2 separate regions of the Sus scrofa genome follow, and region 1 is linked to region 2. A link is a contact called in public HiChIP or PLAC-seq data. All regions are on one chromosome and are shown on one strand. The core of a region is the stretch at or near the end of the contact, and the rest is flanking DNA. Distances in the headings are between cores, read along the strand shown. Region 1 overlaps LOC110261421 (a long non-coding RNA gene). Region 2 holds the start of PLPP3 (phospholipid phosphatase 3).

Region 1 (6,980 bases), core at 4,231-6,730, 1.3 Mb before region 2:
ATCTTTTTAGGCCTGCACCCGCAGCATATGGAGATTCCCAGGCTAGCGGTTGAATCGGAGCTGTAGCTGCCAGCCTACACCACAGCCATGGCAATGCAGGATCTGAGCCATGCCTGCAACCTACACTACAGCTCATGGCAATGCCAGATCCTTAACCCACTGAGAGAGGCCAGGGATTGAACCTGCATCCTCATGGATGCTAGTTGGATTCACTAACCGCTGAGCCACAAAGGGAACTCCCCCCCGCCCCCGCTTTTTTTTAATTCAAGTTGTCCTGGAAGGGAAGAAGTTTTTCTAAATCTCTAAGTTCAGCTGCTGCGTTTGTGGGGGAGCCTTTTATTTTTCTTTTTATGGCTGCACCTGTGGCATATGGAAGTTCGTGGGCTAGGAGTTGAATTGGAGCTGCACCTACTGGCCTATGCCACAGCCACAGCAAAGCCACATCTGTGACCTATGCTACAGGTTGTGGCAACGCCAGGTCATTAACACAGTGAGTGAGGCCAGGGATCGAACCTACGTTCTCACGGACACTATGTTGGATTCTTAACCCCCTGAGCCACACCAGGAACACTATCCTTGAGGGAGGGCTGGCTGGGGGTCATCTCCGGGAACTTGGCCCTTCTTTCATGGGAAAACATCCCCCACGTTGTTGGCCTCTTCTGGGAGCCTTCATGGAGGCAGAGCTCTCTCCATGGATTCATCCTTAGAAACTACAAAGCAGATGTTTGTTTTAAGGAGGTATATCTTTCTCCTGTCCTATTTTCAAAGATCATCAGAAAGGACTATAAGATCTTGCCTTCCTGGTTTAGAGGCCAGTTTGCTGCTGGGCCCTAGGCTAGCATGCCCATTGCTACCCCTGTCTGCTTCTCTGGTGGGCAAAGTTGTTTCTTTTGGGGAGATCAGGTGGGGTGGGGAGCAGGGTCCCTTCTGCCCCTCTAGAGCTTAACACTCGCTCTTCATGGTGGAGACAGCAAAGTGTGTCATGCTTTCCATGAACAGCCACCTTCTCATGCCTGGCATTGAACCAGGTATGGCAATGAGAGCAGAAGGACCCCTGACTGGGGTCTGGCTGGCACGCCTGCACAGAACGCCTGCCCTGTGCTGAGTGCCATTCTAGTGGTCAGCCTGGTGAAGTGTCAGGCTTCCCACCTCCATGCCTAGGGCCCTTTGTTCATGTGCAAAGAAGTGAGGTGATTAACACAGAGCATTTCTGACAGCAAGACCTTGTGGTACTGTTCCATTTTGTTGGTGCAGAAACGGAAGAGCACATGTGCCCCTCATTCGTGTTACACTTTGTATTTGCTTTTGCTTTGGACTGAATGCTTATTTCCCCCAAATTTATATATTGAAATCTAATACCCAGTGTAACAGTATTTGGAGGTGTGGCTTTGGGGAAACAATCAGGTTGTAATCTCAGGACCTTCATGAATGGGGATTAGTGCCTTCAAAAAGAGACCCCCAGAGAGATCCCTCACCCCTTCCACTGCTTAAGGACTCATCAAAAAGCCTAATATGAACCAAGAAATGGGACCTTCCCAGACATCAGATCTGCCAGCACCTTGACCTTGGACATCCCAGCTTCTGGAATTGTGAGAAGTAAATTTCTGATGTTCGTGAGTGACTCGCTCTATGGCATTTTGTTGCAGTAGAGGCTGAATGGACTAAGAGGGCTTCCCAGCATGTGAGCTGGTCTGGCTATGCTGACCAAGGGGCCCTTTGCGGTGTGGGCTCATTGAAATTGCTGTCTTGAGTTCTGCTCTGTCACCACCGATGGGGTCCTGCATGACCATTCTCGTTGCCTGCTCCCGACTTTACTGTGTTGGTTAGGGTGATGCTTTCTCCTGTGATGAAGACAACAACTCCCTCCAAATCCATTTCTTTCTAACTGTTTCTCACCTAATAGTTGAAGGGGGGTGTGCCTAGTTGGTAGGTGGCTTTCCATCAAGTGGTACCTCAGGGCCAAGTCCCATTCCCTCTTGTGGATCTGTCAGCCTCTGAGGCCATGGAGTCCTCTGTATTCAGCCAGAAGATGGACAAAGTAGAGGGTGGAGCGGACACACCTGCCTCTTACCTGCTTCTGCTTGGTGATGGCGTGATCAGGTGTACTCCTCTTGCATAGTGCACACTAGTCCCGCCCCCCACTCACCTCTCACCTGGATGTAGGGGGACCCGGCATCATAGTCTCTGGTTGGGCACCTGCTTCCCATGACAATGTGATACTGTGGAAGGACAGGCATGGATTTGGGGTGGAGAGTAACCCCCACCCCAGGTCTCTTTCCAGCCCTAATAGCAAGCATGTAAAAGACTCCACGTCAAGTACCCTTTAGGGTTCAGGGCTTGTTATGTACATCACATTATTAAATGTGATAAAGGAGGCACAAAACATGTGAGCATACACTCCCCCATTGTACACAATAGATTGAAACAAATGGAGATGCTGTTTTTCTGTTTTTAAATTTTTTATGTTATAGTTGATTTACATTGTTCTGTCAATTTCTGCTGTAGAGCAAAGAGACCCAGTCATAGATCTATAGACACTCTCTTGAGATGCTGTTTTATAGATTAAAAAAACAGTCAAATGTTGGCACTTTCATATAATTCAACAGAAAATACTGAGGAAGTGCTTCCAAAAGAGTTTTTCTCAGAACTCCAGCTCTTTTTTTTTTTTTTTTTTTCTGTCTTTTTGCCATTTCTTGGGCCGCTCCCTCGGCATATGGAGGTTCCCAGGCTGGGGGTCTAATCGGAGCTGTAGACACTGGCCTACGCCAGAGCCACAGCAACGTGGGATCCGAGCCACGTCTGCAACCTACACCACAGCTCACAGCAACATCAGATCCTTAACCCACTGAGCAAGGCCAGGGATCAAACCCGCAACCTCATGGTTCCTAGTCGGATTCGTTAACCACTGAGCCACGACGGGAACTCCTCAGAACTCCAGCTCTTAACTTTGGGAAAATACTGCATACTCAGCTGGGGAGTCAAATACACTTTAGTCAATTAAAAGCTTTGAAAAATCCTATATTTAAGAAAATCCTGCATTGTTTGGCCTCTTTAATCAGTGATTTCTTAAGTCACTCTTGTTTAATCAGTGACTTCCAGGCTAATTTGTGCACAGAATTCATTTTTCCCAAATGCCTCTTCGGCTCTCGGAGAATTAGCTTTTTACATTCTGCACTTTGGGAAACTGCATAGAATGCATGAGGGAATCCATTAGTGAATCCTTTTATATAGCATAAAAAGGTTTTTTTTTTTTTTTTCCTACAAATATCCGTATTGAACCGAGAGGTGGAAATGAAAAACGTTTGTTGAGTGAGTGAATGACTGTGAGCACTTCACATTTCCCTGAGCCTTAGGTTTTCACCTGCAAAATTCAGATGACTAGTTAAATGAGAAGACCCATGTAGAGAACATAGGAAGGGGTGTCAGCTGTTCACTTCTTCCCATTAGCATCCCTGAGATTGACGAAGGCAGCCCCTTGCCATGCAGAGGACACCTCGTTTCAGCAGCCACACGTGGGACTGCTTTGGTCCCGACGTGCAAACATGTTTAAGCCCAGCTTCTTGAGAGCTTGCATGGATATTAGAGTCTGGCTGAGTTATTTTTGTGTGTTCAAGAGAGAAGAAAATAAAGAGCAACATCCTTGTGTTGACACGAAGTGATTCTGGGTTGGAGATTGTGGGGGGGATGAGGGGTGTTGAGGAAGTGACCAAGTTGAAAAGTCCACATGGAACCACTTTTCCATGGTCTAATCTGGGAACCGTAACGCTCTGAGCTTGGAAGAGAGTTATGGCTCAGCGCAGGACTGATGCACTCGGGCCAATGTGGCCTCTGGCAGGGCCTTGGACACATCTGTCCTCCCCCTATCCTGACCTCCCTTTGGCAGCCTCATCTCAAGGCCTGGCAGAACCCCCAGAACGGATCTTTCTCCTGGCCCCCAGCAAGGCTCTTCGCTGACTTCCAAACATGTGTGACTAGTTTGGCCATCTGAGCCCGAGGCCCCTCAGCAAGGGGGTGGGGGCCTTGCTGGGGTGGGTCTTCCTCCACCTTGCACACTTGTCATGGCTTCCAGCTGAGTCACGTACCTGGTCCTCCTGCAGGACCCCTTCCCCAGGGCTCTTCCAACACTGCGAGGAGGTGGGTGAGGGTCCATCCTTATTTGAGACCGAATGCTGTGCCTGTTTTCCAGGTTGGGAGGGGCTGGTGCTTTGCCTAGGGCCTCCCGCCCACAGCCACTTGTGAGTTATGTAACCTTGGACAGCTATTCTGTTTGCCTTGAACCTCAGCTTCTTCGTCTGTATAATGGGGATAGTTATTGTTGTTTCATACCAGTCAGTTACCACACACTTATTGAGGGCATTATTCTGCATGCCATGCGCTGGAGACATGAAGATGAACTACAACTAGTCCCTGCCTCAAAGTTGGTGATACTTCTGGATGAGAAAGAACATGAAAGTAAGTGCCAAGCCCCAGGCCGGGCATCCAGAAAGAACATGAAAGTAAGTGCCAAGCCCCGGGCTGGGCATCCAGAACACGGAAATAACTGAGACTTGAAGTTCAGACATGCATGGCTTGAATTCCAGTTCTGATAGAAGTTGCTGTGTGGCCTTGGACAAGACATGGTTTCTGGTCCGCAGCTCCCTCACCTGTATGATGGGGAGGTTTGACTAGATTATCTTTTTTTTTTTTTCCCTCTGACATTCTATGATTGTATAAAATTATCAAGCTGGAAATGAAAAAGAGAAAATCATTGATATTTGGTCACTTGATGTCGTGTGTCAGCACCCAGTAGGTGCTGTGGCACCCATAATTCTCTCTTGGAAATTCTACACTGAAGACATTTTGGGAAGTCCTTTGCACTCTTGAGAAGAAAGCCTTTAGTGGCCTAGCACTTAGTGGCTGAGTGACTTCAAACAAATCACTCAGTGTCTCTGAACCTCCATTGCCTGTCATAAAATTGTGGACTTTTCTTCGTTGTAAGAATTAGAGATGGCCTGGGTGAAGTGCTGGGCACGGTAGACCCTCACCGTGTAGTCCTCCGGTCCAGCAGACTGGGTCCCTGACCCAGTGGTCTCTGCAGGGCCTCTCCAGATCCTCTGTGTTTGTTGAATAAATGAGTAGGTTTCACGGTTATGCTTTGTGACTTAGGCCCCATATGAGCATGTTTTCCTCTTTTGTAGGTGGCGTATAACAGGGAAATGGAAAGAACTTTAGACTCAGATGCAGGCCTGAGATATGGGTTATGTAGGGTGGATCCCACACATGAATTCTAAGTCCTTGGGCAAGTTGTGGTCCATCTTAGAACCTCAGCACCCCAGTTACCTCTGATGCAAATTGTCCTGCCTGTCTTGTTGGGTTCCAAGGTGCTCCAGAGAATCTGCGGCTGTGGAACGACTCTTGTAAACTCTGAAATGCTATCCCATGTAGGGTTGCTGTTGCCAGCAGTGGTTTGCAGAGGGCCATGAAGCTGCTGACATCTACCATTTGGCATTGGCTTGGAGGAAGGTCAGATGGTCCAGGGCTCAGGCGTGCAAACTGCTGGGATTTCACAGGCTGGAAACATCATCAGGAGATGCAAGTTGACCTCTCTTTGTCCCCAGGGGCACAATGTGCTTGGCTCACTGTCTTTATGGATGTTGGTGAAGCATTTATGCAGCACAAACAAGGCTTCCAGAGCATCCTAAAGCAATGCTAACTTTTGTACAGGGCTTCACAGTTTGCATATCATCTTTATAGCTATGTCATTTGGATTTCACAAAGGAAGGATTGATTAATACACCCATTTTACAGATGGGGAAACAGGCCCAGAGGCCCATTTGTTGAGCTTTTATCATGTGCCAGACATTGTACTAGGTGTTCTGTTTGTTTCCTTTTTTTTTTTTTTTTTGTCTTTTTATGGCTGCACCTGTGGCATATGGACGTTCCCAAGCTAGGGGTCGAATTGGAGCTCCAGCTGCCAGCCTACACCATAGCCACAGCAATGCTAGATCCGAGCCTCTTCTGTGACCTACACCACAGCTCATGGCAGTACTGAATTCTTAACCCACTGAGTGAGGCCAGGGATCAATCCTGCATCCTCATGGTTGCTATTCGGATTTCATACTGCTGAGCCACGACAGGAACTCCTTCCTCTTTAATCTTTATGAAGGATTTGAAGATGTAGAAACTGAGGCTTAGGAATGTCAGGTAATTTGTTCAAGGTCACACTGTGTATAAGATAGGGTAAGAGTTAAGATGCTCTAACAGAGACCTCAAAATACCATCGCTAAAACCAGATCCAAGTGGGCTGCTCTCTCATGTAACAGTTTAGAGGCACGTGCGTGGAGCGGCCACACATAACTCTGCCCTGTGAGCTACCTGTGTTCCTTCTCGTTTTGTCATTAGATACTCTGTTCGCCTTGAACCTCGGTTTCTTCATCTGTATAATGGGACCACACATAACTCTGCCCTGTGAGCTACCTGTGTTCCTTTTCGTTTTGTCATTAGAGTGTTGTCTTGTCCACTTGGTTGAAGCTGCTTGGCCACCACCACGTATGTGTTCCAGTCCATGGGAAAGTGAGAAAGTGAAGGGTGGGAAGTTTCCATTTACAATGTCTTGGCGAGAATATAGCCACACCAGGCTACAAAGGAGCCTGGGAAATGTAGCCACAAGCCAGGTGGCCATTTGCCCATCCCAAACTCAGAGAGGGGAGGTGTTCTGCCAATGCCTATCTGGCCATCTCTGCTAATACACAGTGAGTGGTGGAGCTGGGTTTTGAACATAGGTCTTTCTGCTCTTTCCATCCCTCCACACGTGTTGGGGAAGAGGGCAGATTGCTTCCCTGACTTCCGCTTCTCTCTAGTATCCCAACATCCTGGTCCATATTGTCACCTGTTACTATTAGTATAAATAAAGTATAACCAGGCATTTACTGTGTGCCAAACACAAAGTGCCTTTCATGCACTGCTTCAGTTAGTCTTCAATGAGAGTGAAAGTCTTTGTG
Region 2 (6,683 bases), core at 1,246-3,745:
AAGTTTACAGCAAACAGCTTCAATGTGTTTATGTGTTCATGGTACTCCCCCAGGACCAGGGAGGGCTTTTAAAAATTCAATAGCTTGGCAGGGAGACTTTAAGTACTAATCTTCCCACTGTGCATAATGAGCCTTCAGTTGCCTTCAGGAAGGTAGGCCCCCCAGTGACAATGCCTTTACATAACATCTTAATGGTGAATTTATATGAAGAGATAGGAATGGGATTTGCCACCTGAACCACAGTTACCTTTCTTCCCTTCCCTAAAGCACAATTTGACCTTTGGCTGTCTGCTTATGCAAAGGGAGCCATTCTTATTTTTAAATTCTAAGTCCCTCCTTTCTCAGACTCACAAAATTGACGATGGACAGTCAAGCCAAGGACAGATGGACTTCAGGAAGGACTCTACTGCAGAAAGGGTCCTGAACACAGGGACGCTTAACTCCAGCCCCAGAAGTCTGGGCTTTGCCTACGCTGCATGGACAAATCCATTTCAAAGGGGACTTGAGCCTCCGTGCAGCAGTTAGTTCTATTTTAAGGGAACTGAATTGGGAACACAGATGTTTCTTCAGTTAGCAGAGTTGGCAGAACAGCCCCTGGACCAAATCCGAGTTCTTAATGCAGGAAGGGGCCTTGGAGAGCATCTGGTTCAGCCCACTCACTCAACTGATGAGGAAACTGAGGCCAAAGAGGCAGCAAGGTTGCACACCCCGCATGTGGCAGAGTGGCAGTATTGTGATGACAAGTCCAGCATGCTTTCCTTGACACTATGATTGGCTTAAAAAAAAAACAAAAAAACAAAAAAAAACTACGCCGACTTCCAAACCTCGGGGCTCCCGTACATTCCTGTCAGTAGTCACCCCCCGCCCTGGAGGCGAGTTCATAAATCCTCTTTACCAACTCCCACTCCAGTCCCTTTACTCCCACCTCTTTCAGCAGTGGCTTCCAACTAGCTGGGAAAACAGAAACGGGGCTACCGCCTCAATTTTCTGGGAGTACAATGAATTGTGGTCCTGAAGCATGACCCTGGCTAGCTTTCCCAATGCCTCAGTTTCCTCATCGGTGAAATGAACTTTCTCGCTCCTCCTGCACCGAGTCGGGGAGACGGCTGGTTAAAACGACCACCTGGCACACAGTAGGGGTCTGCAGAATCGGTACTCTGCATCAAGCCGGTAGACAGCACCCTCCCAACCCCTGGAGGGCGTTCACGAGAGCAACAAGTGAAGAGGCCGGCTTGCAAGTCCTGGGCCGAGGCAGCCCGGCGGAAAGGCTGGATGTTTACGTTCGGCCCTGGGAAGGCAGCGCTCTCCAGGCAAGAGCCCGGCGCTCCAGGAGATCCGTTTTACTCGATGGAAGGCAACCAGCTTTACGCCGGCTCTGGCTCCTGGTTCCACCGACTTCCCCTCCCTCTCCTAAGAGGACAAGCCCTCACCTTTCGTGGGGTTCTGCCTGCGTTTCCAACTGCAGGCAGCTTTTTAGATTGAGTGTCCAAGTGGCCCGCGAAAGCCTAGAGCACGCTCGACACTCCTTTACAGGCCGGGGAGGCGGCAGGATCGGGGAGGGCGGGAACCCGGGAGCGGGGAAAAGCCTGCGGGGCCCCCGGGACGGGCAGCACGGCGCGGCCGGGAGACGGGGCCCCGCGCAGGAGCGAGCGCCGAGCTTCGCGCGCAGCCCCGGGCCGGGCTGGGACGGGCGCTGAGGGCCGGGGGGACAGAGGGGCTGGGCTCACCCATGAAGAGGCAGAAGAGGTCCAGGCAGATGAGCAGCACCCGCTTGCTGCCGCCCTTCCTCGGGTTGTTATTGAGCGCCGGGCTGCCGCCGTTCTTGCTCTCCGCGACGATAGCCTTGTCGTACTTGTAGTTTTGCATGGCGCTGGCCAAGACGCCCCACGACTGCAGCCACACACCCAGACGCCGGGGTCGCCTCCCGACCGAGGCTTCTCCGGGCGCGGCGGGAGAGTGCGGCCCCGCTGCCCCGCTTCCAAGGGCAGGCGGTGGTGCTTTCTGCTCCCTGGTGCTCCTCCGCTTTTCCTGTCTCAACCCCGAATCGTTCGAAAGTCCAAGGGGAAGAGAGTCAACTCCCGAGCAGAAACTTCTGCAGCGCTGCGTTGCTCCGGACGCGCGGAGCTGGCGTGTCCGTGCGCAAAGCAGCGAGGGGGCAGCGCGGGCGCTCGGCCACCTTCCTCCGCAGCTGGTTGCTTAATGAATGGGAGCTGCGCGGAGCCCAGCCACCTCGGAGCGCTGCCCCAACTCCTACTTTCCTCCTCCTCCTGCTGCTGCTGCTGCTGCTGCTGCTGCTGCTGCTGCCGCCGCCGCCGCCGCTGTGATCGCCTGGGTTTGTTTTCGGCACTTTTATTTCATGAGGTCCTTTAAAAAAGAGAGAGAGGCAAAGAGAGGGACCTCCTTACTTGGCTCAGAAGGGATTCCGAAAGCACAGCCCCTTCCTTAAGCAGCCTAAGACGTAGGATAATTAAGGCCACATTTTCCCCCACCCCCTTCCAAAAAAAAAAAAAAAAAAAAATCCTAAAAGGAAAAGTTACTTTCAAACCAGAGAATCCGGGAGCCCCTAGCGTTCAAAAACACTAAATTGTCACAAAACGAGAAAAAAAAAATGTAAATAAAAAGAAACAGCCTTGGATCAGGCAAACGTTGAGGCTGTACAGCTAAAAAAGCGTTTCTCCTCTTTTATCCTCCTTTACATATTTGGGGCTTTCAAGTCTTTGTTTTGATTTGAATCGTTTCCTCCTGAAAATACTCAAATAAATTGTTGGGGGGGGTTTGTTTTGTTTGTTTGTTTGTTTATTTTTTGAGATCTGAACACTCAGCACTGGATACTGGGCTAGATTCTGAGGCTCCGAACAGGAAAAGGACTGCACTGGCTCTGGGACTAGATCCTGTGGCTTGGAATCCTGGCTGTGGCTCGGTGCCTCTGTTTCCCCATCTGTAAGCTGGAGATAATAACTTTCTCCTAAATAGAGTAATTATGAAGATGTCATTAGCTAATCCATAGACGCGCCTGGAACCGTGCTAGGTACATAGGAAATGCTGTGTAGGTGTTAACCTTTACTTTATTCCTTGTAGTTCCCAGCCCTCCAAATCCCTGCCAGTTCGGCTGGCCCCCAGCCTGCTTGTATCAGTATTGAGTGTTGGGGGCAGCTGTCCAGGGAAGCAGGAGAGCTCTCCCAGAGCTAGCATATCTCTAGCTTGGGGGGCAATCTAACGCTTTGCAGTAGAGGCTGTCATGTGCTTTCACAGTCTTCTATGTGAATTAATTCTCCCCCAGACAGAGCATAAACATTTCCAAGGCAAGGACCTTTCCTTCTATCTTCCATCATGTTCTAGATCATGATTTTTTTTACTGACTTGTTATAGGGTTCAGTATCCCTAGATCCAGCCACTTGGCCTTTCTCCAATAGTCCTTTCCCACTCCACACCCTGGCCTCTGCCTCCCTCTGTCTCTGCACATCCATCCCTTCTCTAACTACCAAAATGCTTTTCTTGCTTTAGAATCCTCTGAAATAGCACCTTCTCTCTGGGCCCTTTCTTGATCCCCGGACAGAATTAACTTCACCTTCAGCACTTGGTTTGCAGCACTCTTGTAGTACCTATTACAGTCTGATTTGGTGTTATAGTTAGTAAAGATGAGTCCGCTCTATAGATTATCAGCTCCAAACCCTCTCCCCAGTACCGCACACAGAGTTTGGTGCCTGCTGAATGAAGCTCAAGTCAGACTGCGTAGAACAAGTGGGCTGGTAAAGGAAGGCAAAATTGCTGTCTTCTGGAAGCAAGAGTAACTGAATCTCTAAGACAGCTCTGGATGAAGCTAGGGTACCTAGCTGCCCATCAGACACAGCATTCTCCTTTCAAATAGCAGCAAGTCAAAGCCAGGGAAACTAAGAGAACAGATTTCCTAGACAGCTTTTCAGTGAGAAATGCCTTCTCTTGACATGTTAAAACTGCGGAAACAATATGAGGCTGATTTCACTATTACTGACATTCTAAAAGGAATTCCCGGATTCAAGGGTCTTCCCTGGCCCACCAAATTCTCTTTGTTACGATAATCATCCTTGAAGGTCTAAATCGCCAAGCCACAGCTTTGAGAGCAAGTTCTTGTAACTTCAGCAGCCCACTCTGATCTTTCCCCTCCTTTGAGCTTCAAAAGTCCTAGGGCATCGGTGGCCCCTCAGACAGCCACTTAAATTCCACTGTATGGTACCCCGTTCTATTATTTGAATTTTACAGTTACCTCCCTTTACATTTCCTGTCTGCTTTTTCTTCTCTGTGAAATGACTTTTATTAATTTAAGAATAGACATTTTTAAAAGCCAGACTTTTACTGTAGTTAAATGGTATTATAACTCAGCAATCATTGTTGGGTCTCTTTAAAGTTACTGGATGGTAAACTTTGGCTGGCACTAGTTTGAATACTAGGAACCTTTTTGGCTCTGAGGTTCCCTGGATTAAACTCAGCTACTTATTAAGAAGGATAAAAATCTGTTATTCCAGGAGCCAGTAAAAGGGAAAATAAATGGATGTTTAAATAAGAGCTTTATATTCCCATTTACAAGGCTCCGTGGACTATTTTTCTCATAACAAAAAGATCACGGTGTTAATTGATGCGTGTAGTTGGATGCAAACAACTATTACATTTGGATAACTCTTCAAGGGAACAGAACACTACAGATATTCATTAAAATTGACTTGAACAAGTCATAATACAGTGTCACTATCATTCTTTAGACAAAAGGAAATAAAACAGCCTCCCAGGATGCATACATCTGAAGGCCTCTTTGCTTTAAATCCTAAAATTGAACAGTCTAACTAGCAAGTAAAATGCAATGGAACAAACTTGATTTAAAATGGTGTTATTTCAAAATAATTAAGTAGTTAAAATTCCTGGTAAACATAGCTTACCAAAATACACATCTGAAAATGACATCCCATTCACTAAGCCAGTCTGTATAAAAACTATTATAACATCAGCGGGGATAAATGCCTTTTAAAGATTAACTTATTATGTGTGGTAACAACAGCACATCATTCTTAAATAACTGATACCTCCCAAGAGATTTAAACGGCCTTCATTTCTAAGACCTCTTGTTACCTCATAATTTTATTTCTCTCTCTCTTTAACCCCTCGCATTTAATAATTAATCATTTTTTAAATTTTTTGAAAACGCATGAATTGGCTCTGGAAATATTTAAAGGAAAAGTAACTGCGTTTCTTTACTTAAAATTGTGTAGTCAAAAGGTCAGGGCCCAAATTTCCCAAGCCGTTGAAATTCACTTAAGGAGACCTAAGTTTGGGCTAACAAGTATTCATTTATCCAGGTTCTTTAAAAGCATTACATTCCACCTCTGGTGTTTTTTACCCTAAACCAAAACTTGTTGGGCTTACCCACTGCAAGTGTTGGTTTCAAATATCATGGGTGTTCCCACAGGCACTAGAGACCCCCCCCCCAAAAAAAAACTGCACCTAACCTCCCACCCCCCCCCCGTAAAACTCCTAAGACAAGGCAGGAAGAAGCTGAGGATTTGAGGTCTGAATATCTTGGCTGTGCTGTTTGACCTGAGATATACTAAACAAGCTCTCTGAACCTTCGTTCTTCCACTTTGCAATGGGACTGATATTTTCTCTGGTTCTGGGGACTCACAACTAATAATGAAATAATACATTGAAAATAGCTATTACACAATAGGTAGCTGACAAATGTTAATTGAATGTTAATATTTTAAATGAATATTTCTACAATATACCTACTTTAAATAGACATTAAAATGTATTCAGTATAGATTAATTTTTTTTTAATTTATTGGGTATAGTCGATTTACAATGTTATATTAGCTTTAGGTCCACAGCAAAGTGAATCAGGTTTTTAGTGCATATGATCAGTATTTGGTGAGTAATCAGATAAAAACAAAATATAATCATGATCTTTCCTATATATAGATTATTTTTTTTCTATATAGATTATTATAGAACATTGAGATCTCCCGGTGCTATACAGTAGGTCCTTGTTAGTTATCTACCCTATAAGTATAGATTAACGATAAAAGTCTTGGTAGCTCTTGTATCAGACTGCTTAGGTTGAAAATAAAGATATGACAGAGAGACAAAAAAAAAAAATATTTATCCAGTACTGACTCTGAATGTACCATTTAATTTTGTTCATTTTCCCCTAAATATAATAACACCTTCAGCGTCTCTATCTTTTTTTGAATGTGCAATTTCTTGAGATTTCTGAAGGTAGTAAATCAAACATGCTTATTTCTTCTAGACAATTTAGTTATACATTGTTTTCTTCAGGATCGGTTGTGAAACTCTAGAAAAGCTATTTGCTTAAACTAATAGTCTTGTACAAGAAAGAGTACTTTCATTTTAAAGACATTTTCACATCTATTATTTTATTCTTACAACTCAAAGTAGGTGGGGTTGCTATCATTAGCCCAATTTATGGATGAGAAAACTGAGGCAAGCCCATTTAACTGGCTATAAATGGTTTTCCCTGAAGGTAAAATGGAAATATTCTAACATTAGCTCACGCAGTGTAAATTAGAGCCCTTTACAGTTTATAAAGGCATTTACATTCACCGATCTCATTTCAGGTGAGTTAAGGCAGAGATTATCTTTGTTTTAGAAATGAAGGCATTGAATTTTTTTTTTTTTTTTTCTTTTTAGGGCCACAC

Evidence for each region. HiChIP or PLAC-seq counts read pairs in DNA pulled down with a chosen protein or histone mark.
Region 1: an H3K27ac HiChIP or PLAC-seq map of skeletal muscle shows a contact between it and region 2, with 14 times the contacts expected there. The contact joins the enhancer-like site here to the promoter of PLPP3 in region 2. A contact is called at or near these places in 3 of 5 promoter capture datasets (fetal skeletal muscle, liver and skeletal muscle), 4 of 47 Hi-C or Micro-C datasets (embryonic fibroblasts, fetal skeletal muscle, heart right ventricle and 1 more) and 1 of 2 datasets of contacts at active chromatin or transcription factors (skeletal muscle).

Annotation. Positions count from the first base shown.
Region 1 is chr6:157,092,506-157,099,485 of Sscrofa11.1, reverse strand. All of the region lies in intron 2 of LOC110261421 (a long non-coding RNA gene), which reads left to right. Among named protein-coding and RNA genes, the nearest start is that of USP24, 120 kb to the left of the region's middle. Within about 2 kb of position 5,480, at least 3 of the 83 cell types and tissues checked have an H3K27ac peak or open chromatin away from gene starts, as enhancers often do. A contact at or near this core is called in skeletal muscle, where this site is marked.
Region 2 is chr6:155,796,652-155,803,334 of Sscrofa11.1, reverse strand. PLPP3 (phospholipid phosphatase 3) reads right to left here and starts at 2,495. Exons shown (of 6, transcript XM_003127971.6): 1 at 1,728-2,495. The coding sequence starts at 1,866.